Linked DNA regions of Anas platyrhynchos: region 2 is linked to region 1. Evidence: chromatin contacts called from public Hi-C data. All regions are on one chromosome and are shown on one strand. Each heading gives the region's core, a stretch centred on a gene start, on an enhancer-like site or on the middle of the called end of the contact. The rest is flanking DNA. Distances are from core to core; before and after follow the strand shown. Region 1 overlaps NFATC2 (nuclear factor of activated T cells 2). Region 2 overlaps ATP9A (ATPase phospholipid transporting 9A (putative)).

Region 1 (3,689 bases), core at 700-3,199:
TTGACTCCGTTGGTGTTATTCCAGACACATAGACGGAATAATGCTAGGAGAGCTGTTACAGTGCGTGTGTGGATGTGTGTGCGCGCACGCATGCATACGAGTGTGTGCATGTATGTAATCAATTCCAAGGAGCCTGACTCTTTGCCAGCTAAAACTGGAGACTGTTTTCTGTCTCTGGACTACTAGTTGAAGCTCGGTATTTAATACAACCCACTATCATCCCACAAGCGAATATACTCCAGATTTCTATCTGAGAGGATGCGAATTAGAGTCTTAAACGTCTTTGAGAAGTGGAGCCTGAGAGCCTGACTGTAACCCATCAAAGCTGGGTGATTAGCACAACGCAGCCAGCCCCCTGTGATTTTAGCCAGTCTCCAAGCTAGCGTGGGGATCTCCAAGCACCAGAGCTGTGGCAATACCCATCCAGCAGCAGTATCTAACAGGATATGCTGAAGAGATTCAGGCCTCCCTAGGCATTTCCTTGGTCTGGATGGCTGACGTCAGCTCTCATTTCAATACATTTTTTTATGATTTCATCTTTCATAATCTTTGCATATGTCCTCATGTCCCCATTTAATTGCTCATTAAATGGATCAACAGCAGTGTGCTCCAGAGCTGCCACATGCCAGGCACCTTAAATAACATTTTATTTATTAATCATGTTATCTCTATTTCCTCACAGCTAGAAATGAGCAGATAATGAGAACTGATACTTGAGAGGCATTTTAACCATGTTACCAAAAAAAGATAGGTGGGACTTCAGAATAGCAAGTTCCGTGCATGAGCTCAGCTTCCTCTGAAGTTTAGATATGTCTCAGTTTGCCGGTTTTGTTCACCCTGCTATTGAAACCCAAGCCGCTGAGATTACACCTCAGGCTGCATCCAAGTGCTCCCCAGATCTCTGGAGCAGATGCGCTGGAGGTGGGCAATGTCACCAGGCTGTGTGGAAGTGACTCCAAGCCAGGAGAGCCATACCTGCCTTGGGATCCACTCCATGTCTGTTAGTTTAGGGGCTCTGGGTGTAGATTTTGGCTTTTTGTGCTTGGGCAGTTGTTGACTGGCACATCCTTCCCTTGGAGCTCCAGTGTAGCTGAGCTTAAATTGCCCCTCACTGCCCTCCACGTGGATTTAGCTGGAATTCAGGGTGAGTACAGGACATTCAGGCCACCCAATGACAGGGAGCGACCTTGTCATTTGGATACAACAAAACCCCAATTTGCAGCCTGTGAGAGCTCACACGGAGGGAGCCCGGCTGTGCCCTCCAGCGTGGTCCTGCAGCCCCTCCACAGGGCTGCTGTTCCACGTCCCCCTGCAACTGTAGCTCGTTCAGATTGCTGTCCGTCTGTAACCTCAGCCCACAAAACCCACTGCTGACCTCCAAGACAGCATGCAGGAGGGAAAGTGAAGGCTGCAGGCTGAGTAAGCCGTCACCGCATCGTCCCACCTGCCTGGAGCCGCGAGCGGGACCGCGCTGGCTGGGCTCGGGGCTCGCGGTTTGCTATTGCTGCTCGATAGCTTTCGCTTCGCCTGAAGCTCAGCCTGAGAAACAGCACCAAAAAGGGACCCCTCCGAAGGCTAAGGGTTAGCAAACACCATTAATTACCTGCTCGTTCACCTAATATTTAACCCCTCTTAGACCAAGATGACTTGGCTCGATGTTTCCATGAGCAGTGGCTGCATTGTATGAAAGGAAACTCGTACACAGCATTTTTGGTGTGCTGGCAGCTCAAACAAACCTGTCAATAAATAAATCGGCCTGCAGCCTCAGCCCACTTGTTGTTAGAAAGGAAATGACCCTGTGAGAGTGGGTGCCCACTTCTTTTACCTCACTGCTATTTTTAGCTGAGACTGTGAAAAATTTCCATTGAAGACCTGCTCCTCTCATTTCCTGGGTAGAGCAAACAGGAAGCCCTTCTGACTGAGCCACAGGAGGGCTTTGCCTGAAAGTAGACCAACCTCACCTCCCTCTGGTTGCTTGCTTGCACTGCAGAGCAGCTATAACCAAATCCCCCCCCTGTGAAGTGCTTCACAGGCATGGATTCACCCAAAAGGCTGAGGACAGAGGCCACCAGGTGACAGTGGCTGCAGAAGGCTGGGCAGCAGGAGAGGCCAGGCTGTCAGACACCTATTTTTGGCCCATGTGCTCCTCAGCAGGCACCAATCTGATTGAAACCAGGCGTTTCCTGGCTGGAATGAGAAAGAAGAGCTGAAACCCAGGCTGCTCACAGGGGGATTTCTGAGCACGGAGGGATGGGTCGTGCCTCGTGTCAGAGCCCACGGCAGAGACCAGGGCGGCTCGCTGCACTGCTGGGCTCCCCAGCCCACAGGTGGGCTTCTCCAGTGAGACCCTGCAGAGCCTTCAGCCCCCTCCTCATCCTCCATCAGCACAGGCCATGGGGCACATGGAAACTCAGAGGACTGCTGCCCTGCGCCTCCCACCCTGCACCTACACTGCTCTGTGCAGACGTTTGGTCCTTGAGAAGTGCCCAGCCACACCAGACAGCTGTATAGCAACAGCTCTGAGCTTCACATAAACCATAGATTTTTTTTTTTCTGAGATAAATTCCATTGTTGTTAGAAAGGAAATGACCCCGTGAGAGTGGGTGCCCGCTTCTTTTATCTCGCTGCTAGTCCCAGTATTAGTCATACTATTATAAATTAATGCGTGTGATCTCCCAGAGATGATACGAGATTGGGCACCGCATTTTACTTGTTGGTGAAATACTATGTTCATTGCTATTTTTCATGATCATTTGTTAGAAACAGGCTTAAGTGTTGTGGAGTCTTACAGCTTTATCCCTGACAATTAATCAGGCTTGGGTGAGGATCTGCTCAGCTTTGACTTGGTCCTTGTCTTAGCCCTGAAGTACCAATGGGATGAAATCATTCAGATTTGGGGTCTGAAACCTTAGAAAATTTGGTCTTCGTTTTTAAGGCAAATTTCTTAGAGTAAATAAGCAGTTTCCAAAGTTGGCAATCCCCCCTACCCCTGTGCATACAGTGCCAAGGAGCTGCACGGAAACGGAGTCCCCAGACAGGCAGTTCTGGAGTTCTGCACCAACACACTCGTGTGTTAGGGCTCTCTCTTAACAAAATCGCTGCCTAGAAAGAAAAGTTGTGCCAGGAGGTACCAAGGGGTGCTTTAGGCAAGCATGTGAAAGGTGTACAGGAGAGGACGGCTGTTGTGTACAAAATGTAATCTGTTCAGTTCTTTTTAAACAGAGAATGAAGTGATTCGGTGTCTTCTCTTGAGCTTTATTTCCAAGCCTGTCCTCAGAGTCTTACAGCATTGTATGGAAGTTTGCTTATGCTACAATCTACAAACAAACCAGAATGAGAACATAGCTCAAACAGTGAGATTTTTGAAAAGAAAATGAAAACAATAAAGCCAATGCTTTTGCACCTCAGTTGCAGTCTCGGTGTTTTCAGCACTATCCACTATATTTCGTCCAAATCTGGCCCTTCTCTTTTCAGAATACTCTCATTTTATCCTAGTGAAAAATATTAAAATGCTCAGACACTTAGAGATTTTTTATTTTTATTTTTTATTTTTTAAAATGTGGGTAAAGGAAAAGTCTGTGAAGGAGTTGTGTTACATAGGGGACGTAGCATGTACTGGACACATGGTGCAAGTTGTCAGTTGTGTTTTCATGGTACTTGAAGCATGCCAAACACTGTGTAAACCCTCT
Region 2 (3,689 bases), core at 852-3,351, 120 kb before region 1:
AAAACTCCATTTGGCAGATTTGTACTTGGATGTGTTTGTCAGGTTAGCAGTAATGTTGACACAGAGTTCATAGCAATAGCTTCATTTACTGGTATTCCTCAGCCCCACACCCCAGAGTTCATAGAAATAATGGATTGGTCTTATTTTAAAGAGTTTGTGGCCAAAGATTCCAAGTCTTTAAATAAAAGGTTTGTGTCCTTTTACTTAGGAATGGAGAAAATGAAATCAATGGGGCTGTTTTTGCCATGTTGATATGGCAGAGGGGACAGTTTTGTTTCTGATCACTGGGATAGATTACAAACCATTGCAGATCTCCTTTTTTCCTCTCGAGTTTATCATGCACTTTATCAGATGTTATAGACCTGCTGGGGTTGCTCAAATGGGACGGTTATTTTCTTAACCTGCTATCTTGCATTGCAATCTCTGAAATGCTGTGCATAAATCATCTTACTTGAGATGCAGTTTATGGTTTACAATGTGATACTTCTTTCCAGTGTGGTAACATGGCTAGGGAAGGCCTGAGGGTTCTCGTTGTAGCCAAGAAGTCTCTGACAGAAGAGCAATATCAAGACTTTGAAGTAAGTTCTTTGTTTGTTTTTTTTTTTTGCTTTGTTTTTAAACAAATAATCACTGAAGTGATTCTCACAGACCTCTAATGATAATGCCGCCTCTCATCTCCGTACTCCTTCTGTTAGAATTGCCATTTTTCAGTGTCTTGCTGTTCTTTTAATCAAAGTGCCTTTTAAAGTGATATGTAGGAAACTGGATCCCGTCCAGGACTCTCCAAAACAGTTCCTGAATCCTGCCTTCTAATCTTCTGCGGTTATAAATTCTGCAAATATCCATCATTCGTTAGACAAGTTGTGTTTGTTTGAGGCAATGTGTTGGCTTTTAATTTTCATTGTTGCATTCTGGCATTCAGGGAAACTACAAACATCCCACATAAAACACAGCCAGGCTTCATGGAAACACAAGCTTCACGCGTGGGGTTTGTTAGATGGGTCTCTGTACACGGTGCTAACTTCTGTACCCCAAGCAGGCAAAATGTGAAGTAAAACTGGTTAAATGCAGAAGTGAGATGGTGGGAAACTTTAGGATTCTCTGTTGTCCTCGTTTGGAGAAGTGTTAGTCACAAAAGCAGTGGTTGGACCTGTGGTGTGATGGCAGCGTTCCCAGGTTTGTGTGTGTGTGCCATGCTGTGTGCCATGTCGCTTGGCTGGCAGGGGACGGGGCAGAATGACACAAACTTCCTGAAACATTTTCTGGCCCATTCTGTAACAGCATCTTGTGCTCATGGGCCATTACAGGTGACACCTCTGAATGACAGTCAGCAGATAGTTTTGGGGCTTCATGCTGGCTAACCCTGTGTTGCACAAAAATGCAAGCTGACCGTTCATGTGGCTGTGTCTACCTCTGCTCTGTCCTCAGGCACGCTACGTGCAGGCGAAGCTGAGCGTGCACGACCGCTCCCTGAAGGTGGCCACGGTCATCGAGAGCCTGGAGATGGAGATGGAGCTGCTGTGTCTCACCGGTGTGGAGGATCAGCTGCAGGCAGACGTCAGGCCCACTCTGGAGACCCTGAGAAATGCTGGCATTAAGGTTTGCCTAATTTAATATTACCCCGGCAGAAATACCTAGGCTCTCAGGAGTTTACTGTCCTGCAGGCAGAAGCTGACGGTTTGGGGCCCTGTCGATTAAATGTTCTAGCAAGTGCCCTTTGGGAGCAGGAACAGGGAGGCTGGCTGATGCATTTGAGCACGACTTTGGGTACAGAACATGTGGGAAATGTTAAAAGTTAACACGTGAGAGTGTGTCATCTTCTGTGCTTTTCTTCCCTCAGCCTGTTCTGGCTCCATCCACCGAGAAACCGGGTGCACGTGCAGGAGGGGAGCTGGAGGAGACTTGGGGGTTGCATGAAACAACAGGGCTGTTGTGGGGTTTAGTGGGTGACATTGGTAGTAGGGAGATGGTTGGACCAGATGATCTTGAAGGTCTTTTCCAACCTTTATGATTCAATGACTCTGGCACACGGTGGAGCTGGGATGAAGCGCTCGGCTGTGGAGGTCAATGCTTTGCAGCAGCCACTAGAGGGTGCCTGAGCCAAGAGAATGAGAGGCTGGAAACCCATTTTTTTTGGGCTCCTGCATCTGAGACGCAGGCACTTATGGCCCCAGCTGTGCTTGGCAGAGAAGGATTCTTGCTCAGTTTTCCTCTCTGAGAACTTGTCATTCAGATTCTGGATTTGAAAAAGGGAAAAAATAAAAGACTAAACATTCAGATTCAGGCAGTAAAAGTAGATAAAATGTTCTGCTTGTGGCTTTTCTGCTTGAAATATAAAAGTGAGCAAAATATTGAGCTGTGCTGCAAATACAAAAGCAGGGAGGGCTGTGTGTTGGAATTTAGATAGGAATTGGAATTCCAGGCTTAGGACAGTCTTCCAGAAGTGTTTTCTGTTTGGAGCAATCCCTTTAAGCAACATGATCTTGAGCTACAAAGTGAGATGAGCAGAATAAAAGTTACTCAGCAGTGCTGTGGCTTTATCTGATATAGATCTGGCCAGTAACTCCGGAGCAGTTTAATATTGTCTTCTCACCTTGGCTGCAGTGGGCGTTGTGGTGCAGTGTGGGTTGTGCAGGGCTGTGCTTGTTATGGCGGTATGTTCATTAGGGTATAGCATGCAAAAAGCAAATCAGAACTGAAGGCAGTCTTGTAATTCATTACAGGGACCATCTTGTTAAGATCAAATCATTTTCCAACCTCAGATTATTAAATAAATGAGTCCCTGTGAATTTTTAAAAAAGTTTAGTTAAATAGTTAAATAATCTTGGGCGTTGTCTTGAAAGAATAAAAACACTGAAAAAACAGAGGGGGGGGGAAATAGAGAAAAAAAAAGAAAATAATAGAAAATATATATTTACAGTATTGAAGGAATTCCCTGCCAGACTATAATATATTATTGCTGCTGAATATTGCTGCTGACATTGCTTTCAAATGCCCCCCCACCAGCAGAAAATAAAAAGAGCAGTGTGTGTGTATATATATTTAAAAAAAAAAAAAAAGACTAACACAAAACCAACTCAGTCTGTTCCAGACGCACACATCAGCAGTGAGCTAACCCCAGTTGCATCATCCACATTTGAGGCAGGGCCATGAGGGATATTTCTGCAGCGAGGCCTGCTTATTTCAGCGTACAAGAAATAGCTGGGGTGGGACACATTAACACACGCATACACATTCTTTAGCTTGCATTTTGTGGGTTTTATCAGCAGAATCTTGAAATATTGCAGGTGGAAAAATGCTATTCAGCTTGTAACCTCTTTTGCAATTCAGCCTCTTTAAAAGCTTTGCTTTTTTTTTTTCATACATGAGAATTTTCTGTACATATTAAAATAGGGCTTTTTTAGGGAAATAACTTGTATGTGTATTTCCTAATAATTCTCTTCCATGCCTGAACTGATAGGTGGTAATTTTAGATGTCTTGCAGACGTGGCTGTTAAGTTTTGTGTTTAATATATTAAATACTTGGATTTTAGGTGTGGATGCTGACAGGGGATAAGCTAGAGACAGCCACGTGTACAGCGAAGAATGCTCATTTGGTGACACGGACACAGGACATCCATATATTCAGACTAGTGAGTAATACCCGTGTACTCCTCTCAAGACCTGTTCAGGTCACCAAATGCCAGGAC

Evidence for each region. Hi-C and Micro-C count contacts between places; a contact is called where the count stands out from the background.
Region 2: a Hi-C map of subcutaneous adipose tissue shows a contact between it and region 1, with 4 times the contacts expected there. The contact joins two enhancer-like sites. A contact is called at or near these places in 5 of 8 Hi-C or Micro-C datasets (F1 follicle, liver, skeletal muscle and 1 more).

The regions. Positions count from the first base shown.
Region 1 is chr21:10,683,036-10,686,724 of IASCAAS_PekinDuck_T2T, reverse strand. The region is part of intron 12 of NFATC2 (nuclear factor of activated T cells 2); the gene reads left to right. Among named protein-coding and RNA genes, the nearest start is that of NFATC2, 100 kb to the left of the region's middle. Within about 2 kb of position 1,949, at least 2 of the 8 cell types and tissues checked have an H3K27ac peak or open chromatin away from gene starts, as enhancers often do. A contact at or near this core is called in subcutaneous adipose tissue, where this site is marked.
Region 2 is chr21:10,802,388-10,806,076 of IASCAAS_PekinDuck_T2T, reverse strand. ATP9A (ATPase phospholipid transporting 9A (putative)) reads left to right here. Exons shown (of 28, transcript XM_027442931.3): 17 at 495-578; 18 at 1,429-1,599; 19 at 3,534-3,632. Among named protein-coding and RNA genes, the nearest start is that of NFATC2, 19 kb to the right of the region's middle. Within about 2 kb of position 2,101, at least 3 of the 8 cell types and tissues checked have an H3K27ac peak or open chromatin away from gene starts, as enhancers often do. A contact at or near this core is called in subcutaneous adipose tissue, where this site is marked.